2 separate regions of the Anas platyrhynchos genome follow, and region 1 is linked to region 2. The links are chromatin contacts, called in public Hi-C maps. All regions are on one chromosome and are shown on one strand. The core of a region is the stretch at or near the end of the contact, and the rest is flanking DNA. Distances in the headings are between cores, read along the strand shown. Region 1 overlaps TBC1D24 (TBC1 domain family member 24). Region 2 overlaps IFT140 (intraflagellar transport 140).

Region 1 (6,798 bases), core at 3,488-5,987, 160 kb before region 2:
CACAGAGTATTTTCTAACAAGATATATTAAGGTAATATGGGAACCACTGCATCATTTCTTCAATCACTTAAAAAGCAAAAGTATAAAGAAAAATGACATCTGACCTAAAACATAGTTTGGTCCAATCTTCGCTTTGGTGCAGGTAGACTGTAAGGGGCTTGAATGTTGTTTTCTCTGCAGAACTGTCAGCATGGTGAATGTTCATTAATTTAAAGTTCTGCTTTTCTCTTCACCTAAACAGCTGCAACCAGAAGTAGAGCGCTATGAGTGGGTAATCATAAAACACCCAGAACTGGCCACAAGTGGTTCTGAACCAGAAAATCATGTCTCACCAGCTTCCAGCACCCTTTCATCCCGTAGCCTTCCATCAGACCCATCAGATCGCCTTTCTCCTTTCTTATCAGCTCGGCACTTCAACTTGCCTTCCAAAACAGCCTCCATGTTCATGGCTGGCAGCAGTGAATGCATCATTATAGGTAAGTCAGTATGAAAACTCAAGCATATATCCGACCAGTTCTTCCTGTCAGGTTTAGATAAGAGTATCACCTATGTTTACCACATACACATTTCAGTATTGCTACAGTTAGAGAGAAGTGGCCAAAGCCCGATGTCATTACCCAACCAAACTTTCCATGGGAAAACTTAAACGCTGTGCATTTTAGAGTAAGATCTTTGACAGTAAGTCATTGTTTTAAACACAGCCATACCTTCATCCTGCCTAGTGACGAGAAATAGTTCTTGAAGAGGATCTTAGTTTATGCTGAGGCTTTTGAATCACAAGGTAAAGTATAAAACATGTTCATTCTTCTGAAACTTTATTGGATCTGTGATGCTGCTGACTTTGGCAAAAGCCTGCTTAGTAAGGTTGTCACCTAAGGGAGTTTACAAGCAACAGGTACAGCTGTAGTTTTTCTTTTCCCAAAGAGCTTCACTTGGCACTTGTTGAGAGAGCGACTAGTCCAGTGATTTCATCTGTACCATCAAATGTCTGCCAATTTCCCACTTAGCAACACGTGCTGTAATCGACCACAAGTTGGGCTGCTTAAGTATCAGCTAGGCTAGTGGGAACTTAAGTAATTTGTAACTGAATTGGAAATCACTTATATTGACGTATCACAGATAATTGAGAGATCTTTACTGTTCACTATAGGTAGTAATAAGAGAAATACAAGCTTGGGCAGTAGATACATAAAAATGAACAACTCCAGGTGTAGGCAAGGCTTTCAACCCTTTTGATTCTTCAGATGGTTTCTGTAATGATTCTTATATAGTTGCCCTATAAGCAGTAGGGAAATCCTTCTTTTTGTTTTCCTAACACATTTGTTTAAATCTGTTTCACTTTACTGCATCTCTGACTATAAGCTCTGTGAATATTGACATAGATCCATGGATAATCGAAATCCTGTTCACTTTGATGTGTTTTCTCTTGATTAAGAATACCAAGCCAATGCCTATGGATCTTGTTCTCCTCCCAGCTTTGTTTTTGATTGCTAAATTTCTGCAGTTTTTCTTCACTGAGAGAAAATATGCAGTTGATAGCTTTCACGATTCTCCAGCAACGAAAAACAAGCCTTAAAGGCAGGCAGTTGAGTCAGTATTCTTGTTCTTACTGAATTGCATGAATTTAAAAAAAAAAAAAAAAAACTATTCTGATATTGTCATTCAAAAGCTATGCATTTAATCATAGCTGTTATACCTGAAAATAGCAAGTAAATCCCATTTAAAGCTTCCAATACTTAAGTTTTTTTCTTGTATAGCAGTTTCACATCCTAAGAAATGCAAAGACAGCTTTAAATTCGTCCTTGTCTCTTTGCAGGAGGTGGTGATGGCCAGGCTCTTTATCTGGATGCAGACCTGAACCATGGAAGAACCAGCCACTGCAATACTTTCAATAATCAGCCATTGTGTTCTGAAAGCTTCCAGATCTCTGTCTTGGAGGTGTGGGGCTTCAGGGACACCATGAATGGCTGACATGACTATCATTATTCAGACAGTTTTTCAGTTGTCTTAGGATTTCCAGGGCAAATTCTAATGCAGGAACCTCGTTAGAACATAATTACCTGTGGGCACAGTGTTCCTTAATAATTACTAAGCAGTGCACTTGAATGCAGGGCTTAGTTGTTTACTTTTATTTAAGGCAGGTTAAAGTGAAGTGATGTTCCTGATTAACTCCTTAGCTCATTACCTCTCGATACCAGATCTGGCTGGATTCAGGCGTTGATATTAGGTAAAAGTGAAAATGGAATGATTTCAAACCGTCCTAAATGTATACAAGTCAATATCGCAGGACAATTTTGCTGTTCAATGCAATTCCTCAGAGACACTGAGCTGCCTGAGGTGTACTGTAGAGCTGTGTGCCACTGGGAAAAGTGTCTGGCTTGAGCCAGTAATATCAAATGTCCTTTCACAGGAATATTGGAGACCTCAGATTTGACAAAAGGTATACAAAAAAAAGTTCATAAAGGTGTGACAAAAGTTCATAAAATCATTGCCCTGCTGTAAACAGACATTGTGCAGACAAATCATGAGCTATTATCAGTACCATTTCATGAGAAAGTTATGAAAGTCCTTAATTCTCAAAAGAACTGTGATTACTAGTTACCTTCCTCCTTGTACCTGAGCCCTTGATACATTCCAGCTGCATCTGTTTGAGGAGGCTGCCTCTGAAGAAGGCACCCAGACAGGACAATCATATCTCAGAGGCTGGATTCTTGTTTACACTTCTATTCCATATCAGTATAATAATTTCAGTCTGACTTGTGTTTAAGGCAGCTGAAAGCCTGAGATTATGTGCAGTGCTTAGATACTTCCATTTCTTTGTCTTTTGTGAAAGCTGAAATGAAGCTTTAAATCTGAGAATAATTGTGCTGATATCACTAAATGTTTGGGGAATTAAACATTGGCGTGCAGAAGGTTACTGCACTCTCCTGATGTTAAATGGAGGAATGTGGGAGGGGAATCTTCTATGTAACACTGTTCTGGGAGTGAACGAGTTTCCCAGGCGAACTCTAGGTGCCACTGTTTTGCCATATCATGAGTCTTCCCTGTGATGAGATTCTGAACAAGGTAATGTTCTTCTGCCATCTGTGCTTGGGTCAAGGGTGGTTGATGCAAAGAAGTTTTTGCTTATTCCTGAGAATTCAAGTGTGCAGTTCTGTTCTGCAAGCACACCTCACACTCTGTGATATCTGGAGGCAGCTGCTGACTGTCTTTATCTAACACTGCCTGTATGTACTGCAGAGCCTCTCCCACATGAAGCACAAGTACATAAATACCAGTGGATAGTCCAGAGCGTGCCACAGGGTGTTCTCAAAACTTCCACGAGAGATTCACTAGTAAGGTGATTTACTACTGTGGGTGAAATGAAGGGAAAAGAGAAGTGAGTTTCTTTTTCAGCTGTTCAATCTATTGGAGTGGGGAAAATGTTCTTACTACTTAATCTTGAAGTTCATTAAAGGGAAAAACTTAAAAGTTGTAGTGGTAAAATCTCAGCTGGGCTCATCAGAATCATGTTAATACTCAGAGGCCACAGGTCAGTCAGGGTGATGATGTTGGCTTGCTTATCATGTCAGCAATGAAATATGTGTCTTGGTAGATTGTTGCCACTTGTGAAGTCAATGAACAAAATTAGCAAAAATGTGAATTTCTTCTTATGGTGCCATTTTGAATTTTTTCAAAATAACCCCTTGAAATACTATATTGCATATACAAATTTACAACATCTCTTGCACTGAGTATATCTGCTATTAGATTATTTCATACTGCTTGAGAGTAAGCATGGGTCCTCTTTCCCACTTAGCACTCAGTGAGTTGTGCCCAGCCATTCATTCACGTGCTGCTTGCTCTTTTCTGGGTTTACTGTAAGCTTGGTTGAACTGGAAGGGTTGATGTAATCAGTAATACTTAGAGGTATTGATGGGAAGGGGCTTGAACTTCTGGCTTCTTACAAACATAAGCATTGACTGATGCTGCCTTATTACTTCTTTTTCAAAGCTGGCAGTATCATGTTGCACTCAGTAATATCCCACAAACTTCCTCTGACAAAATAAAACACTTGGAAAATGTACCACGTTTGGTAGGATTTCTTGAGTGTAGGTGGGATTTCTTAGCTTTGTCCATATCAACTCCCTTTTCAGCCCGCCTGTGAAGTGCCCTTGCATGAAAATAATAGCATTAATTTTCAACTTGTCAAGTTTTTGGAAATTCCCTGGAGCTGTGTTTTGGCAGGATTTGTGTGACTTCAGTATTACACCCCAAATGAGTAGCTTTTATGTGCAAAATCTCTCCTGCAGCTGGTGGTGGTGATGTGACTTTTCTCCCTCTGTTCTTGCTGGATGCAACCATGTCAGTAAAACCCGAGTGCTGTACCATGTCTTAAGTGAAGCACTGTTCCTTTCCCTGCCCTGTTCTTAGCGCACTGATGTTTGGGTGTTTGAAATCAGAAATTACTCGTAGTGGGTCAGAAATTTGTCATAGCATATTAGTGTGAGAATTCAGGGACTGATGCTAAAAGTCAGTGAGATTCAGACATCTGAGTCTCGAGTCCTTGTCAAAAGTCAGTCAGTTCTAGGACTCCCTTGTATCAAATGAGAACAGCTAATTCGGTACCAAGTGATCCTCCTCCTGCTGCCTGGTGATACTCTTATCAATCTTAAACCATTGCTGCAACGTGTGCTTCTTTAGTCCTTGTAGCCATCTCCTCTTACAGACATCCCGGAACACTGCTGCATTGTTCTGAATTTGAATAACCTAAATAAACAAGAGGCTGCAATAATCTAGCAAGAGGAATTATACAAAGCTGTGTCATCTTCACACATTCCTTTGGTCCAGTAAAAATGAATGTTTCTTTTCAAGTGCAGATCCTCGTGTGTGGTTTTCATTCTTTGCGATACATCTCAGAGGAATAGCCCTGGGACTCGACTTACCAGTAGCAAAGAGGTTTGCTTTTTCTGTATAGTTAATGGTTGTTGCTGACCAAGTGTGTATCAAAGCCAGGTAATTAAGCCAACAGTTTGTATGTTACATGCAAAACTCTGGAGTTGGACTGCAAATAAACTGCTCTTGAAGAAAATGGGACCAGTGGGCACCTTATCACAAGGTTAAAGCTATCTGAAGGTCCCCCAGCTGCAGAGTGTTTTGGTCACGTTCCAACTGACTGTTGGAGTGCCCTCCCTCGTGTTTGCAGTCCTGTTGGCAGCCAAGCACCCGTGGCACTGGATAAACTGTTCAGGGTGAAGCTGGAGAGCTGCAGGCTGAGCATCAGCTTCCACAGTTCTGCAAGAGCAGTTTGCTTTCCCTAGAAGCTGTTTTTGCTTTGTAGTATTCTGCTGAAGGCAGAGAAGACAAGAAACCCCTGACATTAGAAACTTGCATTTGTTTGTAAGTGGCATTGAAGCTGTTGCCAGGCCACAGGAACTGTTTCCAGCTGCTAGGCAGACTGGGCAGCCTTCCTCATGAGACCTTGAAGCTGCGGTTCCTACATTTTGATGCACTTTTCTGATGAATTGCGTTAAGGGGAGAGGAAAGGGGAAACCTTCCCTGTCATTGTCCCGAGTGCTGTATGGAGCTCCTCATAGCTGAGATGAATGTGTGTTACTTGTGTGATGTTTTTGCTTCAGGTGAGCGGGTGTGCTGCTGAACTGCTTTCTGACCCAAGTGCTGGAATTGCTGCCCTGCGTTGATGCTGGTTTTGTTACTGTGAAGAATCCTGCATTGTATTAAAAGGTGTTTGTGGAAGCTACTGGCTCTGTTCTTCAGCAAAGCTGTCTGTGGATTTTTGCTTGTAGACCTCAGAGCAAGCGATATGGTAAAACTGAGAAATAAACCTCTGAGCGTGTGTTCTCTCGTGTGAACTCTTCACAATGATGAAGCCTGGCGCAGTGAACATGCAGTTTGTGACTGGCTTTGGAGCTTTCACAATGCTTCCAGCAGGATCAGGTGCCAGACTGACTGGGGAAAAACAGGTTGGCAAATTGTGGAATGAGCAGCCTTCCCTTGGCTGAGGCTGAAGAGTGTTGTGTCCCAGCCCAGCTCATGTTTAAAATGAAGTTTAGAGGAGTATTCTGTTCCCCAGCAGTTGACTCAGGCCAACCAGTAACTCACAGAAACTCGAGGAGAGTTATAAAGCAGGTATGTTTATTGCAGTGCTGGGCGCAAGGGGGATTGCTCCTCCTGGCTTGCACACCAAGGTTTACTACCAGGGTGCTTATACTGATGGGATATATATGTATTCATTTCATATATACATATTCATTTTGCTTCCCCCTGAGTCTCTTGCATATTCGTTAGGTGCCAGAAGAACCAGTAACATAGGTAGAGTCCTCGGGTTGTCATCCCAGGTACTCTGGTGGTCTTTTGATGAAGGCCAGACGGCCTCGCTGCTAAACTTCTGACTTCTTTCCTCTCATTTTTGACTTTTCCTCTCATTTCTGACTTCTTTCCTCTCATTTACAGACTGCAGCAATCCAAGCCAGTTTTTGCTGGTTCTATCACCTGTGTACATGAAGTCTTCCCTTGTCTTTTAGGGTCGTCCTGTTGATATTCCCTACCTCAGTCCTGTCCTTATGGTTTCACAATATACATCTGTGTTGGCTAAATCTGCAAAATCAGCGTTGGGTGACTTCTCTGGATCTGCTGTAGTTCTACAGTTAACCCCTCAGCATCTGTTTCTCACTCCACCAGCAGCACTGCTCCATCCTTTGCATGTGAACAGTGTCATTGCCTCAGCTACCATCCCGCAGCATCCAGGTCAGCCGTGCTCTCTCCAGAGGCTGCACCTTCCTGCTGACAGCACAGAGC
Region 2 (6,568 bases), core at 4,067-6,566:
TACATACAATGGCTGATGTTTAAAAGCTGTCTGCAGATGCTACTCAGAGTACAATTACCGACAGATTTGAAGGACTGAGCTGTGAACGTGAGCTGTGAAAGTCATAAATTGTTTAGGATTTTTGTGTTGCTCCCAGCTGAGTACACTGCTTCTCTTCTTTACTATTATTTCCATACTCTGCCACACTTAAAATGTGATAATCAAGCTGGCTCTTGAGTTCTGTTCTCAAACTCAGTTCTGATGCAATAAGAAACTCACCTCCAATTGCTACTCTGCATCATGTTCAAAGTCAGCAACACTCTGCAGAGACTGATGCTCCAGAACAATTGTGTTGTTCTAGACTATCAGTATAGAATACATCAATGCTGACAAAGAGTTTCTTCTAACAGTAGGTTTGTAAAAACCAACTAAAACTTGTATTCATTTGCCTGCATTACTTTCTGGAAAAGCTCTATCTTTTCTAGAAACAACATGCTATGATTAATTGCAGGGTTTTTTAAAATTAAACTATTGGAATATTTAAAAGACATTATATTATTTCTTCTAATATTGCAATATCCGTATTATAATAATGTACATTTAAATTTAAAAATCATCTATGTGGTCAATAAATTCGTAATACTTGGTATTACTGTGATTATTTTAGATGTATAATAAAGTTGTGAATGTTCATTCTCTTCTAGTGATAATGTGGGATTTTTTTCTAGACACATTATAATATTATTCATTCTCCCCATTTAGTAAAAAAGGATCAATACAGTTTACAATGTGTTGTAGACAAAGAATGAGTATACAGTAAATGCATCTAAGATAAAGATATTTCATCTTTCTGAAAATGAAAGAGAAAGTGAAATCAAATAAACAGTTTAAATCAAGAGGATCAGAATTTCATACAAATGTAATGAAAATAAGCTGTACTCATAAATAAATGCATACAAATGCATACGGTACCTTTTTATCAGCTTGATGGATTTGAAGGCCTCATCCATGTCTCCAGCAGTCAGATAGAAGCTGAAGTTCAGCATGGCATCCTGAGTAGTCTTATCACAGTCTCCTAATCCAATAAAATCTCTCATGGGTCTTCTGGCAGCCATCTGCAAGACCTTTATTGAGCCTGACTCTTGTCCTTTCTCAGTTTCTCCTGGCTAAAACAAGCACATTATCATTTAGGTATCAAGTATGAGAAATTTTAATCCTTTATATATCTGAATAATATTAATTACATGATTTCCACTACAATCTAAGTTTTCTGTCCCTACAGAACCATGGTCAGTCACAGCTATAATCATTATGTTCCAGAACTTCCTAAAAAATGTCCCAGAATATGGCATGTCACAGAATAGATCAGTATATCGTGAGTCATAACAAAAAGTCACAATACTTCAGTGGTAAATAGTTTAGAGCTTTGTAAAATAGCACAGAAGAAACAGCCATGATTATAACAACTAATACTATAATAGAAAATACTATTTTTAAGTTGCCAGATTTCTGAAGATTTCAGACAAAATTCTTTGGGGTTAGCTTTTTTCTCAAAAATGAGTGTGCTGTTCTGAAAGTTAACAATACAGACCCAGTTCTTTTATTCTTGCCATCATGTAAAGCTTACAAATACTAAACCTCAGATTCAAAGCGTTCTCCAGACAACAGGCAGTTCAGGAGCCTCTAAAGCTTCAATAATACTTTCAAGTCATTGAAAGCCAGCCCAAAGCAATTTGAGTTTTATTCTTTGTCTGAATAATGGTTAAGTCAATCATCAATATCGAATAATCTATCTTGAATATAACAAAGAAGCTTTCACAAACCAGAGAGTGGAAGATTATAATATCAGTCACAAAGGACACCAAATTTCACATATACTCTATACCAACCTTATAGTTAGACAGATGAGAAAACTAAGTATGAGAGTTACAGAAGCTAATATGAAAATACTATTTTTTGAAAGTAATAGATTCAGTAAGAGACAAACCAAAAGCTCATATAGGTTTGACTACAGTCTGGGGAATTACTGGAACCAGGACAGAGAAGACATAATAATAAATGGAAACCCTTGAATGAAACTCAGTCAAGATAGATTTGTTGTATCAACTGGATTTGTTATATTTATAGCAAACTACTCATATCCTGAGACATGTTTCCAAAATGAATTACTATGTGACAATTAATTTAGACACTAAGATACAGTAATCCTACTGAAGGAAGAAAATGGAAATGAGAAAAGCAAAGAATGAAGAGGAGCAGAATAATGCAGTTACAGATACTTACAGGTTTATATGCAAATCCCCTCCGAAAAAATAACTAATGGCAGCAATAATCCACAGAGAGGAAAACAAAGAGATGCAGTATCAAAGTAAAACAGCATGAGACATGATGGGGAAAGCGTTAAAAGATTAGAAAATGCAGCAGATCTTTGACCTTTTAAATTGATGGAAAATGGAAGGTAAAAGATGGCAGCTCTAAAAGCTATATCTGGACAGAAAAAGTACAACTGCCTGTTCTTTGGAAGGGGCTAAACTGTAAAGTGCTGCTCTGAATTTAAATACATTTAAATGTTTAAAAAATGTAGATAAATTCTCCTTGTTTAACACTTCTCCTAAATGATATAAAATTAGATTTACATGATTACATTGTTCTGTTATTCAGAGGACTAGAAGTCTCATTAAGTTCCTAAAGATTTCACAAAAACAAATGCCTCAGTACAATAAACAGATTGTTAGGTCTCCCCCACCTACAGGTAGGCTGCAGTACAAATCTTCATCTTAACAGGCACTAAGAAACCCATGTCAGACCGTAAGCAGAAAACCAATCTGCAGGTAATAGGCTTTATTTTCTCTAGTACAGATAGTATTATTTAAGATACAATCAATTTTGAATTCATAGTCAAGTTTCTAAGAAGTTAGAGCATGCACTCCTAGTATTTGTAGCAAGTAGGCATTCAGTGACAGGGCAAGATGAGTTCTCCCTCTGGTGTTCTGTGGGGATTAAGCTCAGTTTCAAAAGGAAGCAGGCTGCTTCTGCTGAAGCTAGTAGGAAGTGTCCCCTCTTACGGCATACATAAGTCTGACACATGCCTCAACTATAAAAGGAATGGTGACTACATAGAGATTTTTTTTTTTTCTTTTTTTTTTTCCTCTTCAAAAACAGGTCTTTAGTTGCACTCCCTGGTAACTATTCCTGCACCTGTACATCACACCCAATTTGCAATACTCAGGAAGAGCCAATCCACTGTAACTTCCACAATGCTGTCAAATACATCCACATTAGAATTAACTTCATGTCACTGCTACATTTTATGCAGCAACTGCCATTGGATTTATTTAACCCAGACTCAGTTTGGTTACACTTGAACCCTAAGCAATGACAAGTTTGAAGTTATGGGAAGGGAAAGAATTGTGAAAGATTTCCTCACCTTTTTTGCAAAGTAATAATGTGGCACCTCAATACCCAGAAGAACTTGGTACAATGAAGGCAATGGGAAGCTGTCTTGAAGCAAAAGGCCATGTTCTTCACTACTGAAGAATGACATAATCCAGACATCCATCTGGAAAAGGAAGTAAAGAATTGTTTTTCTGGTGCACTATCTTTCTTTCATTTTGATTTTCTTTTCCATATTCATTTGGTAGAACCTTCTCTTGAAAGTAACGTCACACATTCACACACATGGTAACATATACAACTACTTCTACAGGTTAACAAATTACCAATCATTTACTACTCAGATAGGAAGAATAACATGTACAGTGAGGAAAATAATCAAAAAGACCCTACCGTGCTCTCAGTCTGGTTTTTGTTCTGGTTTGGGGATTGTAGGCCTGGTTCAAGAATTGCTTCACATACAAAAAGTCTTGGTTCACTGTTGTCCCAGAAATGGCGAACAGGGATGTGACTCTGCAAGTCTGGATACTCCACAACAGACCTACCAAAACCAACAAGAAATACAGAAATGGAGACAGAATAATTCCAGTCCATTCAGTGTATAAGCTTCAGATGAGGACTAACCAAGGGATAACCTTCAAATGATTATCAGTTATCTTGACTGCTAGCTCTGTGTTGCAACATTAACTATATGCATCTTCCCAACTTCCAAGGAGTCTGTATACACTAATGCCATGTTCAGTTTATTCAGCATAAGTCTACTATGACTATAGGACATAAATCATTTCAGGAAAAAAGCTGATACTGTCACAAATGCAAACAGGCACTCAAAATATGCTTTCACTGAGATCACATGTCCTACAGCAGCATTTGAACACACTTTAACTACTTAAACTTTAACTACTGCTACTACCAACTACTGTAGCATTGAGACTACCTCAGCTCTATTTTCTTGCAGGTTTTTACGATCTGCCCCAAGGTGGTTGTTGATACCCAGCCAGTTAAAGACAGCTTGAGTACACTGCTACGCATTTGGTTAAGCAGTAAAGTTTCTAGTCCATGTGCTTCATATTCAAATACAGCTAAGTAGTAGTGGCGGTGGTGGTCTAAGAGATTACAACTAGCAAACTGATGAAAATGATGGGGGGGAAAAATAGTTTATATTCTCAGGCAACAGATCTCTCTGAACTGGGAGTTCAAAGAGAGCTAGATACAGTGATCTATGTTTTCAACGCTCAACTTCCCAATGCTGAGGGAAACTGAAGTTGCAATTGAACATGACCTGCAGCTGAGGACCTCAGTCTTTAGATATGCCACTGTTCATTCCCTTTTCTCAGCACTGCACTTGAAATTAATATTGTGTTCTTAAAAGAATTCAGAGACATTACAAAATAGCGGAATAAGCACAAGGACAACGCCAGCAACTTTATGAAAGCTGCCCTCTGCAGTTCAAGAAATATCTTACTGCCTCCTTCAGGCATTTAAATATTACTTAGGGCAGGCCATGTGAAGAATGTAGACATACAGAATCTGACTATTTTAGCAATAGCTTAGGATTAGTCTGAAAAACGTTTATAAACAGGTGTCAAATCTTAAAGACTTTTTTTTCTTTGCTGTCAACTCTGAAGGGTGGAATTTGGGGTGTGTTTGAAGGGGATGGAGTAGAGATGGAAGGCAAATTAAGAATCATTAGGAAGTATACATATGTAGTGTCCTTCCCATGACATTTAAATCAAAATAAATTGCTCTCGAATTGAAAAACAGTATGATTTGGGAGTGTTTAGATTCTGCCTCAGGAGGACAGAGAAGGGAAAGACGTTTACCTGATTATTCTTTGATGAGTTTACTCATTTTAATTTCAAGATTCTCTAAAATGAAGCACAGATAAACAGACTCATGCTGACACTTACCCTAGCCTTTAAGCATCACTCAAATAGTAATACTAGTTTGTAGTGGCCTCTGTTGGGCTACACAGGATACTACACTCGAAAACAACTTTCTCATTACTCTTATTACATTGTTTGCTTGACCAAGATGTAAGACCCCAAATTTGCACTGTCCATAGTTACTAAGGAGCTGGGTATTTTTCTGTTTTGCAATGCTGAAAATAACAACTTTATATTTTTTCCCCCTGTAATATCTACACAGCTGTTGAAAAAATGAAATCACCTCCTCTTCTAAGGTTGTTATTTCTTAAGAAAAATACAGTAGGGAAAATTTTTGTAAAACCAGATAAATTCATACTAATATCCCACTGTACTTCCACGAGAAATCCTAGTTCACTGCATTTTTCTGCCTTGCTACTAGGATTACTAATACATTGTGGTGGTTTCACACAGGTAGGTAGCTCAACCCCACCAAACCACTCTCACTCCTCCTCCTCAAAAGGAGGAGGAAAAGAATAGGATGAAAAAAGTTCATGGGTTGAGATAAAGACAGGGAGATTGCTCAACAATTACTGTCATGGGCAAAACAGACCCAGCGTAAGGGAGATTAATATAATTTATTGTCTACTGATAATAGACTAGAGCAGTGAGAGCTAAAAGCAAACTAAAAACACTTCTCCCGCATACAGCCTCTTCCACCTTCTCCCCATGAGTGGAACAGGTAAAGAGGCAACAGGGGCTGCAGTCAGACAAGAACACTTCACCATCCGTCACTCCTTCATGGTCGCTCTTCCACAACTTCCCCTGCTACCAAAAACTTGCCACGTAAACCTAATACTTGTATTCACCGCAGAGCAGCTTATATAAAATGAAAACTGTGGGTTCTAAAAAGATGTTTCATGGAAGTTTTTATCCATATAAAACATTCTGTCTTGAAATTTAAATATATACATTTTTATATTTTATTATTTTTCTTTTTACCTCAGGAGGAACTCCAGAATGTCTTTTTTTTTTACAGTTCCTATCCCATAAGCTTGTCATGGAAGAGAAAGTCTCCAATATTTAACAAAATTATTCTAAGACCAGGACCCTGATTCCAGTCATATACCTCCACACATATTCCCCAGAGACCTCTTGAGCCAGATACGGCTTCCACACAGTTATCTCACTGCATTATTCTTTGCTGAATACCTCCATGAACCCTTTCTTCAGCATTTATAATTTCCTTTGGTAAAGAAGTTCCTTAGCATAGTTTCTGAAGAACCGCCACCACCTCCTGATTATTTTAAGCTTGCTTTCCATACTTTCAT

Evidence for each region. Hi-C and Micro-C count contacts between places; a contact is called where the count stands out from the background.
Region 1: a contact with region 2 is called in a Hi-C map of skeletal muscle, with 3 times the contacts expected there. The contact joins two enhancer-like sites. A contact is called at or near these places in 2 of 8 Hi-C or Micro-C datasets (skeletal muscle and subcutaneous adipose tissue).

The regions. Positions count from the first base shown.
Region 1 is chr15:7,020,765-7,027,562 of IASCAAS_PekinDuck_T2T, reverse strand. TBC1D24 (TBC1 domain family member 24) reads left to right here. Exons shown (of 9, transcript XM_027468969.3): 8 at 242-476; 9 at 1,817-4,858. The coding sequence ends at 1,971. Among named protein-coding and RNA genes, the nearest start is that of ATP6V0C, 11 kb to the right of the region's middle. Within about 2 kb of position 4,737, at least 3 of the 8 cell types and tissues checked have an H3K27ac peak or open chromatin away from gene starts, as enhancers often do.
Region 2 is chr15:6,857,064-6,863,631 of IASCAAS_PekinDuck_T2T, reverse strand. It overlaps IFT140 (intraflagellar transport 140), which reads right to left. Exons shown (of 29, transcript XM_038186737.2): 15 at 3,766-3,913; 16 at 3,407-3,538; 17 at 952-1,145. TMEM204 (transmembrane protein 204) reads left to right here. Exons shown (of 3, transcript XM_027469574.3): 3 at 1-675. Among named protein-coding and RNA genes, the nearest start is that of IFT140, 23 kb to the right of the region's middle. Within about 2 kb of position 5,316, at least 1 of the 8 cell types and tissues checked has an H3K27ac peak or open chromatin away from gene starts, as enhancers often do.